Regions from separate parts of the Pan troglodytes genome. Here region 2 is linked to region 1. A link is a contact called in public HiChIP or PLAC-seq data. All regions are on one chromosome and are shown on one strand. Each heading gives the region's core, a stretch centred on a gene start, on an enhancer-like site or on the middle of the called end of the contact. The rest is flanking DNA. Distances are from core to core; before and after follow the strand shown. Region 1 overlaps LOC129136497 (a long non-coding RNA gene). Region 2 overlaps CACNA2D4 (calcium voltage-gated channel auxiliary subunit alpha2delta 4).

What was found. HiChIP or PLAC-seq counts read pairs in DNA pulled down with a chosen protein or histone mark.
Region 2: an H3K4me3 HiChIP or PLAC-seq map of stem cell-derived excitatory neurons shows a contact between it and region 1, with 9 times the contacts expected there. The contact joins two enhancer-like sites. A contact is called at or near these places in 5 of 7 Hi-C or Micro-C datasets (blood, induced pluripotent stem cells, lymphocytes and 1 more), 1 of 1 datasets of contacts at active chromatin or transcription factors (stem cell-derived excitatory neurons) and 1 of 1 other capture datasets (stem cell-derived neural stem cells).

Annotation. Positions count from the first base shown.
Region 1 is chr10:8,818,230-8,823,716 of NHGRI_mPanTro3-v2.0_pri, reverse strand. LOC129136497 (a long non-coding RNA gene) reads left to right here. Exons shown (of 3, transcript XR_010148237.1): 2 at 1,655-1,826. Among named protein-coding and RNA genes, the nearest start is that of ADIPOR2, 8.4 kb to the left of the region's middle. Within about 2 kb of position 2,951, at least 20 of the 24 cell types and tissues checked have an H3K27ac peak or open chromatin away from gene starts, as enhancers often do. A contact at or near this core is called in induced pluripotent stem cells, stem cell-derived excitatory neurons and stem cell-derived neural stem cells, where this site is marked.
Region 2 is chr10:8,955,184-8,960,670 of NHGRI_mPanTro3-v2.0_pri, reverse strand. It overlaps CACNA2D4 (calcium voltage-gated channel auxiliary subunit alpha2delta 4), which reads left to right. Exons shown (of 40, transcript XM_063786224.1): 37 at 1,326-1,443; 38 at 3,085-3,200; 39 at 3,489-3,568; 40 at 5,108-5,487. The coding sequence ends at 5,212. Among named protein-coding and RNA genes, the nearest start is that of LRTM2, 24 kb to the left of the region's middle. Within about 2 kb of position 2,565, at least 17 of the 24 cell types and tissues checked have an H3K27ac peak or open chromatin away from gene starts, as enhancers often do. A contact at or near this core is called in induced pluripotent stem cells, stem cell-derived excitatory neurons and stem cell-derived neural stem cells, where this site is marked.

The DNA.
Region 1 (5,487 bases), core at 1,702-4,201:
TGGCAGAGAAGGGAAAGGGAGAAAACAAGAATGCACTCATGCTGTCGGCCTGGACTTGGAGATTATCAGTGTGGACTCAAGCTTTCCAATACATAAAGATGGAGAGAGAGATACAGGTGTAAAAGTGTGTGTAATATTTTGAATCTACTTTTGTGTGTTCTTAATTTTTATTATTTCCTTCATTTATTTTTGAAACAGGGTCTTGCTCCGTTACCCAGACTGGAGTACGGTGGTGAGATCATAGCTCACTGCAGGCTTGACCTCCCGGGCTCAAGTGATCCTCCCACCTCAGCCTCCCGAGTAGCTGAGACCACAGGTGCGCACCACCACGCCCAGCTAATTTTTCTATGTTTTTTAGAGACAGGTTTACACCATGTTGCCCAGGCTGGTCTCAAATTCCTGGGCTCAAGCGATCCTCCTGCCTCAGCCTCCCAAAGTGCTAGGATTACAGGCAAGAGCCACTGCGCCCGGCCTTGTGTGTCTTTAAATGTTTTTTGTTGTTGCTGTTTGTTTGTTTTTTGAGACAGAGTCTCCCTCTGTCACCCAGGCTGGAGTGCAATGGCATGGTCTCGACTCACTGCAAACTCCGCCTCCCGGGTCAAGCGATTCGCCTGCCTCAGCCTCCCAAGTAGCTGGGATTACAGGCACCCACCACCACGCCTGGATAATTTTTGTATTTTTAGTAGAGATGGGGTTTCACCATGTTGACCAGGCTGGTCTCGAACTGCTGACCTCGTGACCCACCTGCCTTGGCCTCCGGAAGTGCTGGGATTACAGGCATGAGCCACTGTGCCCAGCCTTTAAATGTTTTACATGTACATCCTTGCCATCGTTTTCATTTAATTACTCTCCTCTAGTTTGTAAGGGCAGGGCCATAGTGGGCCAGTCCCAGCATTCTTTCCCCTTCTCTCTACCCGAACACAAATGTCTGCACAGAACACCATCATTCAGCCATTGGGGATTAAAAATTAAGATCGAGGAAAAAGCAAAATAAAACAAGATCATTATTTGTCATTGAGGACTGGGTGGGCATTCCCTCATTCTTCTTGCCTTCCATGGTCCATCTCAGCAGCTTGACATTCTGCACCTTCTATTAGCTCGTGGCCTGGCTGCATCCTCCCTACAGACATTTTACCCCTAAGCAGCCTCCTTCCTTCCTTCCTCCCTTCCTTTCCCCCTTCCTTCCCTCCTGTTTTCCTCCTTCCTTCCTTCCCTCCTTCCTTTCTTTCCTTCTCTCTCCCTTTCTTCATCCCTTCCCTCCTTTCCCTCCTTCCCTCCTTTCCCTCCTTCCCTCCGTCCTTCCTTTCTTCCTTCCTTCCCTTCCTCCTTTCTTCCTTTTTTATCTTTCTCCTTTCCTTTCCTCCTCCTTTAATTCCCTCCTTCCTTCCTTCATCAAATGTTTGCTGCACTGCTAACAGAGTCCATGCTGTGCTTGGTGCGGACAATTCTGTAGCGAACAGTGCGACAGATAACTGGTGCTGCCTTCAGCAAGCCTACAATCTAGCAGGCAGCCTGCAGTGAATCGGCCACTACATAACTCAGCACCCTCTTCCAGAGGCCATCTCTGTCTCTCCAGTGGCCCCAACTGTAGCCGCTCTCGAGCCTCCACCATCAAACTGTGTCCTTAAGAAAATCATTGTTTTCTCCCCACCAGAGGAGAGAGCCGCTAAGTGCTCTGACCCCCTTGCTTCCAGCACGTTCATACGAATTGGGATTTGGTGGCCTCACACGCATAGGCTCACGATCCTCACAGGGGACAGGGAAGACGCCACGATCTGCATTTTACCGACAGGAGGCGCAGGAACTTGCCGGAGATCGCAGAGCAGGTTCGTGCCCAGGTGGTGGGAAGCGACTCAGGCTGGGAGAGACACTGAAGGCCGCCCCGTCCAGCCAGTTGTTTTCCCCGGGGCTCCTGCTTCTGGACGGCCTTCCTAGACAGGAGGGCAGGCTGGGGCGGCCCTGCCTCCCAAGGGCCGCGCTGAGTGCCCAGTGCACCCCTTCACTCCGCACTCTGCCCCAGCGGACCCCCCGGCTGCCTCATGTTCGCGGGCAGGTGCGCTGGGGGGCGGGGCACGGAAGAGCGGGCAGCTCCTCCCGGTTAGAAGCCCTCCTCCCGGCCAGGCCCTGGGCGATGAGCGATGAGAAAGGCAGGGTCCCCGTCCTTGCAGCTGGTGGGTGAGGGGCTAACCGAGCTTCAGGAAGCGCTGCTTGTGCCCTGAGGGAATCTCGCGGAGGGCGAGCGGAGCACACACCGAGTCCTCTCTCCCGACAGCGGACCTCTCAGGAGGGAGGCGGGAAGTGAGGAGGGGGAGGCGGGAAGTGGGGAGGGGGAGGCGGGAAGTGGGGAGGGGGAGGCGGGAAGTGGGGAGGGGGAGGCGGGAAGTGGGGAGGGGGAGGCGGGAAGTGAGGAGGGGGAGGCGAAGGGGCGGCGGAACCTCCGGAGGCGCAGCTCAGGCAGAGCAGGCCGCGGCCACAGAGGGCTGGGGCTGGGGGCGAGAGGAAGTCCGGGAGGGGAGAGGAAGACAGCGGTGGGGCCGCGAGGCCGGGAATCAGGAATCTGGGCAGGGGCAAAGTGGCCCAAGTCTGCAGTGTTCTTTAGCCAGCTCTGCAGTGGGAGAAAACAGGAGGAGAGGGCTGGACAGCGGGCGGTGCAGCGGGGGAAGGGTGAGAGGATGCACGTGTGACTCGCTCTGCGCCCGCGGAGGTGCCCGTCCGCTGGCATGGCCCGCGGGGTGGGGAGTCGCTGCATACGGCCCCTGAAGGCGGCTCCCGGCGAGGGAGGCGGAGCCATTTCCCGAGGGCGGAGCTGCGGCCCCGCCCCCCGCCCCCCGCCTCCCGCCCCCCGCCTCCCGCCTCCCGCCTCCCGCCTCCCGCCTCCGCCCTGCCCCGCTCCGAGTCCGCCGCGAGGCCTTCGAGGGGAGAGGGAACTCGAGGCTGCTGCTGGGGCGGGGTTGGGGTGACTGGCAGTGGGAGAGCCAGGCAGGGGAGGGGCGAAGATGAAGTCAGGGAGGGCACATAGCTCCGGGAGGGCCGTGCCGAGGCGGAGGGCGCAGCAAGGGTGGGGGTCGCAGTGAGCTGCAGGGGGATCGCTGAGCACCGAGGCTTCAGGTCCCGAAGGAGCGGTGGCGCGGTGACAGGGGCCCAGGCGCGGCTCAGCTCGCTGGCGGATGAGGGGCTGGGAGGAAGACGTCCGTGCGCCCCTGACCCTCAGTGCTTTGCAGAAGGGCCCCAGGGTGGGCGGAGGACAGGGACCAAAATGCAGAGAGGATGGTCCGGCTGGAGAGACGGCTGAGCGAAGGGCTGCAACAGTGGGGTGTGAAGACCCTGAGAGCAGCACCTCCCGCCCCCATGGGGGTGCCAGGAGGCGAAGAGCCTTTACCCAGAGGGTTTTCAACTGAATGACATTGTCAAAGAAAAGCCAGGATCCACTAAGGCAAGAAGTATTAAAAGTATTTTAGGGAAAGTCATTTAAAGCTCTATAACATTGTATTTTCATGGAATCTTCTAGATTCTTCCCCTAGAATCAGAGTTAGATTTTCCATTAAGTGAATGAAGCTCAAGTTTCAGGGCCTCTCCCTCGCCTTCTAAGGCCCTGTTCATAATTTCGTATTTGTAATTATTTAAACTGCCCCACCCTGATTATATAACTTTTAGGTCCCACAAAGCTTAGCCAGTCTCTGCCTTAGAACTCCACGAGTTGGGAGGATGAACGAACTTCCACGTTTTGATTTCCAAACAATTTCCCTACCCTTGCATTGTTAAAAGATAAACAGGAATAAGTGTTCTGGCTGTGAGTGAATTTTTTTTCTTAACATGTTTTGGCCTGGATACTATCTGAAGGTGTTACCCAAGCAGTGGGGTGACTTTGCTGAGGACACAGTTACCCAATACTCCCCAGCTCAGGGTGAAGGTTAGGTGGCACGTTGGCGGGACATGTGACTCACATGCACAGGTGTGTTCCTTGGGAGGAAGGCTTGGAACAGGCACCTGTGTGTGCCCAAGTGTTTCTAGCAAACACAGGGACCTGAGTGTCTACGCACAGGCCCACTTTACAGGGGTCTCCTGAGAACTCCTCCCCCTCCTGAGAACTGTGCCTTCCCAGCCAGAAGTCACTCATACAGAATGTTCCCAACTTATGAATGGGCATTGTTCTCAGAAAGAGAATTTGTAAGTCAGTTGTTTAGAACGGGAAGGCATCTCCCCAGATAAACAAGTGTATGTGTGATCTTTGTTATTCAGGAAAGCCTAAAAGAACATCTTGTGTCCCAGAAATCAAGGACTGTACAATGGGAACAGAAAACTCCAGCTGGTGGAATCATGTGGCCCTCAGAAAATGCCTTCCAACTTCTAGCCTGAGATCCTGGGAATCTTCTCCACTGTCACAGACCTTCTGTGAGAAGGGGGGACGCTTCCCAGCTCCACGTCCCTGATGTGGCTGCCATGGCCTGGGGCAGAGGCCAGTGAGGAGAAGCAGCTGGGTGTAGGCGGCCAGGCCCTGGGGGCTAGAGGGGGCAGAGTCCATTCCCAGAGCTCCTTTCAGAGTCCGCTCCCTGTCCATGTCCTCTGAGGGCCCAGGGGTGGGCCTCCTTGCCTTTGCCTTCTTGAAGTTTCCTTGGCCGGGAGCGGTGGCTCACGCCTGTAATCCCAGCACTTTGGGAGGCCGAGGCGGGTGGATCACTTGAGGTCAGGAGATAAGGACCAGCCTGGCCAGCATGGTGAAACCTTGTCTCTACTAAAAAAAAATACAAAAATTAGCCGGGTGTGGTGGCGCGTGCCTGTAATTCCAGCTACTCAGGAGGCTGAGGCAGGAAAATCGCTTGAGCCTGGGAGGCAGAGGTTGCCGTGAGCTGAGATCACGCCACTGCACTCCAGCCTGGGTGACAGAGTGAGACCCTGTCTCAAAAAAAAAAAAAAAAAAAAGTTTCCTAAGTCTTTGATTCTTAGGACAAAGTGGTAAACAGACTGGGGATTTAAAAAAAAAAAAAGGCTCCCATGTGATGGGGGAGTGGAAGGTGGAATGCTCACTTTTCAGGTACTGGCCTTCTCAGGAAACACCAAGACCAACATAGAGAAGGATGGTGGATTTCCGGGTATACAAAAGACCAAACAAATCCAGATCATCAAGGTTAGACCCCTTGCATTTGTGGTTGGCTTCAGTTGAGATGATTCCCAAGAGCTTACATAATAAACTTTACTTTTTAAAAAAGCATATTTTCATTGATCTTGCCATGATATAAGCAAGCTATATCTTATACACTTATCTATATCTATATAAGATATACCATTACCCTTTTCTTTTTTAATACAGGGTCTTGCTCTGTCACCCAGTCTGGAGTACAGTGGCTCGATCCTAGCTCACCGCAACCTCAAACTTCTGGGCACAAGTAATCCTGCTACCTCAGCCTCCCAAAGTGCTGGGATTACAGGCATGAGCCACCATGCCCAGCCTCAATATTTTAAAAGTTTATATTTTACAAAAGGCTTTCA
Region 2 (5,487 bases), core at 1,316-3,815, 140 kb before region 1:
CTGCTCTGGGGTGTTCACAGTCACTAGGTGTCAGTGACAGGACACTGTCCCCTCTGTCTCTGTCAGCAGCTGCATCTTGCAAAAGTTGAAGATGATCTCCCTCAATCTGCCTGCTCAGAATTTCTCTTCTCTGGGGTACCTGTCCCCTGGAGCTCCTCCCCCTGGCCTGGCAGTCCTGGCCTGGCCTGCGCAGGTGTCAGTGTCCTCAGTGAAGGCGCACTGGACTTGGAGTCCCAGGCCGGGGCATAGGTGCTGCAGCCCCTTCCACTGCATGACCCTGGGGACGCCACTCAACCCTGCCATTGTCAGGCAGGCTTCTGTGCCCAGCCCTGGGGACAAAACTCACAGCCCTGGCCGCTGTGGGCTTGCTCCTCTCGGTGAGGGTTTTCTGCACGCCAGCTAGTGTCCCCTCTGGGTTTCCAGCTCTGGCTGGGAGCTTCTGGATTTGGAAGTTGGGGAGACCCATGCTGTCCTGTAGGACTCTGCATGAGCCTGGGAAGGTAGCTCACACCTGTGCTCCCTGCCTCTAGGTCTATCCCTGGGGGCCACAGCCAGGCCCTGAGAACAGAAGGGCCATGCAGACAGCCTGTGTGGCAGGGCCCTGCTCTGCCATGTGCCCACCTCAGGAGGCTCCGGGAGGGAACAGACTTGGGTCCCGCAGAGTGGGGCTGAGGCACTCGCCTCCACCTTTGGTTGAGTCCACTGTCCTTGTCCCAGGGAGCTAAGGCAAATCGCGCAGCCCCCGAGGAGTCCCGCACCGGGCGGCTGTGGCTTCTGGGCTTCCGCAGCCCCAGGCCTGGAGCCCACCTGCCCGGCTGCCCCCACCGCAGGCGCTCAGGCTCAATGGGTGGAGTGTGGGCCTGGCTATGCGGGAGAGCAGGGCAGGATTGCCCAGGAACTGCACTGCGTCTGTCCACAGTGAAGGGAGGGGTGGTGGGCCTAAGTACCCCCAAGCCACCCCTTGGTGCCCCTACTGCCTCTGCTCCCCGCTCAGACCCTCCCCGGGGATCTGAGTGCTGGAAGGAGCCCTGGAGATGGTGCACTGCCCCCAGCTCACAGCGAGGGCCAGGCTCCCCGAGAGGAAGCGCTTTCCCTCCACCGAGGCTCAGGGCCCCTGCGGCGCTCCCCGTGCGAAGCCACCCTCTCCAGAGAAATCCGTGTGTCTTCCCTCCCCTCACCCGCCCGGCTCCTCCCACACGTGTCCTGAGAACTGCCTGAGGAGGGACCATCTGCAAATGCACTGGGCCCTGGGAGTGCCGAGGCGAGGTCACCGCAGGCCAGAGGCCCCTTCGGTGGCGTGATGTCCTTTCTCTGTCTGCCCGCAGCCCACAAACACAAGAAGCAGGACCAGCTGCAGCCCTGCGACACGGAGTACCCCGTGTTCGTGTACCAGCCGGCCATCCAGGAGGCCAACGGGATCATCGAGTGCGGGCCCTGCCAGAAGTAAGACCCCAGGGCGGCGCCGCCCGTCCCGCCACACTCCTCCCGCCCTCCGCAAGGCGGAAGTCCGGGCAGGGCCCCCGGAACCCCCAGGGAACCGGCTCCACAGCCGGGAGGAGGGGGATGCTTCTAAGTGCAAAGCCCACGCTCTCGGGGTCTTCCCCCACCGTCCTCAGTGGAGGAGACACGCAGGAGGCGCAAGGTCCTGAGGCGGGCAGGACGGCTGGGGACCGGGACAGCCGGGATGGGGAGAGGTGGTCCCGAGGCCTGACCCTGTGTGTCGAGCCCACCCCACCAAGGCCGCAGCCGTGACCCCACGGCGTCTCTGGGCGAGTGGGCCCTTCAGCGGGTCTCCCCCACCCCTGCTCAGGCGGTGCCCGGGGCGGTGCCAGTGCCCGCGCCTGAGCTGCATGGGGAGAACTCGGAAGGCAGAGGGAGTGTGAGAAGAGAAGCCCGAAAGTGTGCGATGTCCTCGGGTCGCTGGGAGCCCCGCGGGCGCCTCTGTCAGGCTTCCTGCTGTGTGGAAGCCGCTAGTTATAACCCGCCCTGGCCCCGGGGAGGCAGGGAGGCCGCACGGAGGGGTCTCTCCTGCTGACCCCCCGCACCCAAGCCTGGGAGGACCCCCACGCTGGGAATGCAGCGGCCTCCTCGAGGGTCGCCTCAGCCAGACGTGCCGCTCGCAGGGCGGTCCCTAGACCCCCGGGCCCCTGGCACACCATTTAACAGTGCGGCACCTGCGGCGCAGGCATCGGGGGCTCCCTCCTCCCCAACTCCCTGCGCGTCGTGCTGCGCGGGTTTCACCCCGGGTTCTGTGCAGGGTTGAGGGCTGAGGTTAGCGTTCCCTGTGCACTTGTCGCAAAGGCTCGGTGCGAGGATAGAGCCAGCGGGCTCCGGAGTGAAGCGAGGGCTTCAGAGTAGACACTCCTGAATTGAAAACTGGCTCTGCGCTCCCCCGCTTATGACCGTGGGCAAGTGACTTCGCCTCCTCTAGTCTCCATTCTCTCATCTGCAAAATGGGCACAACACCAGCCTCATACAGAGCTGTGAAGGCTGAGAGTATACATGGCTGTGGTGTGCACATTGGGTGTGTGAGACCGCCCATCCCAGGGGAGGCGCTCGGTAGGCGGCCGCTGGGACTGCTGGGAAGGCCGTGGGCCTGGCGGGCGGGCTCCGCCCCACTCCGCGCCACTCCTCGCAGGGCGGCCTCGCCGAGCGCGGGACCACTGCGCCACCTGGTGGCCAAGCTCCAGCGCTGCCGCTTCGCCCGGGCCTGCCCCCACCACCCTCACCCAAAGCAAGTGTTGCCTCGCCCGCCCATTTGCTCGGGACGGTCTTGATTTACGCCTGTCGTCCCTGCATATATTAATAGCAACTCTGCACTCTCCAAAGCGGCCCAGTTTGGACTTCCTCACTGTCTCCAGTCTGCTAGGAAAGGAAATGCAGCAGCAAAGGCTTGTGAGGAAAGCCAGTAGGACTGAGCCATCTGCCAGGCCCGTTCCCTTAGCTGCCCCGACCCGCCCTGCCTCATGGTTCCGGGCTTCCCTGCCACCCTAACTCCACACTAAAGTCTCCAGAAGTTCCTTCCCTAGAAGCCCTTCTCGTGGTCGCCACGGAGCCATCCTCGACTCCCTTTCTTTGCTGCAGGGTATTTGTGGTGCAGCAGATTCCCAACAGTAACCTCCTCCTCCTGGTGACAGACCCCACCTGTGACTGCAGCATCTTCCCACCAGTGCTGCAGGAGGCGACAGAAGTCAAATATATCCTGCAATGCTCGGGGATGTGTGCGGTGGGGGCGGGGGCTGTAGGAGGTGTCTGCAGGGCTCAGATTTTGAGCAGCGGGGCCAGCCTCCTTCACCGCCCGTCTGTCCTCCACAGGGCTCCGTTATTTGTTCTCTAACCCTTCCCCGGGCCCCGGTGCTGCCTCCTGACCCTAAAGCTACTTGCAGGGCAACTGGTGGCACCAGAGCAGGTTCTTCCAGACCTTTTTCCAGTCTGCAGAATGGGCTCCGGTCCTGAGATATTGACCTTAACAGTGGCTTCTGCACATAATGCCTCTGTCAAATGTGACCGGATGCGCTCCCAGAAGCTCCGCCGGCGACCAGACTCCTGCCACGCCTTCCATCCAGAGGTGCGGGTTGAGGCGGATCGAGGGTGGGCCGGATTTTCATCCCCAAACCCTCTGTGCCTGGGTCTGTGCCCCTGCAGACAGGAGCATATAGGGATGCCAATGAACACACCCGTGCCTGTGCTTCTCGGGGGAAACATTTGCGTTTATGCCCTGTGACACTGTGATATAATAAGAAACAGATCTTTAGTCTTTGTCCTGATTCCTGGCAAGCTCCTAAAACCCTTGTTATTTCCTGAATGATTAGGGTGATAGGTGCATCTTTTGTTATAGTGTTTGGTCTTAGTCCCTGGTTCCTTCACAGGCGCCTCTAAGACCCTTGGAATGATAGAGGTATCTTTGTATGCTAATTAGATGACTGGTGGCTGGGGGCCCTAGACAGGATGAGAGCCGGCCACAGGAAACACCAAGTTAGGATTAGAGGGTTGGGACTTTTGGCTCCAAGCCCCTGGCTTCTGGGAAAGGAAGGGGGCTGGAGACTGAGTTGATCACCAATGGCCAAAGATTTAATCAATGATCATAATGAGGCCTCCATAAAATCCCTGAGCCACTGTGTTTGGAGAGTGTCCGAATTGGTGAAAGGGTGTGGGAGCTCTGCGCACCCCGTGCCTTGGCCTACGTGTCTCTTCCACTCAGCCGCCTGACCTGCGTCCTTTATAATAAACTGGTCATGGTGAGGGAAGCACCTTCCTGAGTTTAGTGAGCCACGCTAACAACTCACGGAGCCTGAGACAGGCTCATGGGAACCCTAGATTTACAGCCAGTCTGTCAGAAGGACAGGAGACCTGGGGCTTGCGATTGGCATCTGAAGTGACGGCCACCTTGTGGGACCGAGCCCTGTAACTTGCGAGATCTAATGCTAACTCTCAATAGTGTCAGACTTGAATTGAGTTTCAGGACAGACACCCAGTTGGTGTCCAGAGAGTGGGGTGGGAAAAACCCTTCACATTTGTTGAAGTGGTGGTGTGAAAACACAGCAGAGCCCCTGTGTCATTAAAATACGAAGTCAACCAGGATCCCAAGGTGCTTTAACAAAGAGCCACGCTTCCTAGGGCTTGGGCCCTAGGTGAATTAGAATGCAGTTTTCCCATCTTGTCCTCATTCCCGCTACACTTAGTTCTGAATGATCGAGCAATGTGAGGAGGCCGTCACGTGGATAATAGTCATAGTGGCTGGTACGGATCCAGATCCGAGACCCAGGTGTCAGGCCCTGAGCCGGGTGCTTCATACAGTCTGGCCTGCTGGGACCAGAAACCCCCATCAGAGATGCTCCCAGAGTTGAGGACATTCCGAGAGGATGACCCCGCGGCCACTCCAAGCCTGAGGGCAAGCAGAGAAGGCCGGTGCCCCCCTCCCAGGCTGAGGGGCCAGCCTTTGCTTTTCCCCCAAAAGGTAGGGGCCTAAGAAAGGTAGCAGTGCTTCCCCGGCTTTCCAAAACTCCCCTTTCCCCAGGATTTTGGCCCAAATTAGTGGTGGAAGCCCTTCCCTTTTCGAGGGTCCTCCTCTGAGTGCTGCGCTCTCACCTCTGCTCTGCGTTCGCAGGAGAACGCCCAGGACTGCGGCGGCGCCTCGGACACCTCAGCCTCGCCGCCCCTACTCCTGCTGCCTGTGTGTGCCTGGGGGCTACTGCCCCAACTCCTGCGGTGACACCACCCAGCCTGACCTGTTTTGGCAAGGTGATCCTTCCAGAGCCATCCCAAAAGTCAACACTGACATGGGATGCAGCTAACTGCAGTTGGGTCGCCCCCAGGCCAACGCTCCTCTCAATCCTGGGCTGGTGGCCCCTGCCTCCGGAGAATGCTGGATGGAACAGGAAACCAATCACCTGGCACCACTTTCAAGATGCTTCATAGTGCCCGGTACCATCCGCCCTAGGTCTCAACATGAGCATACTTCTGACCTAACCTTCCTGTCTCCTCTTC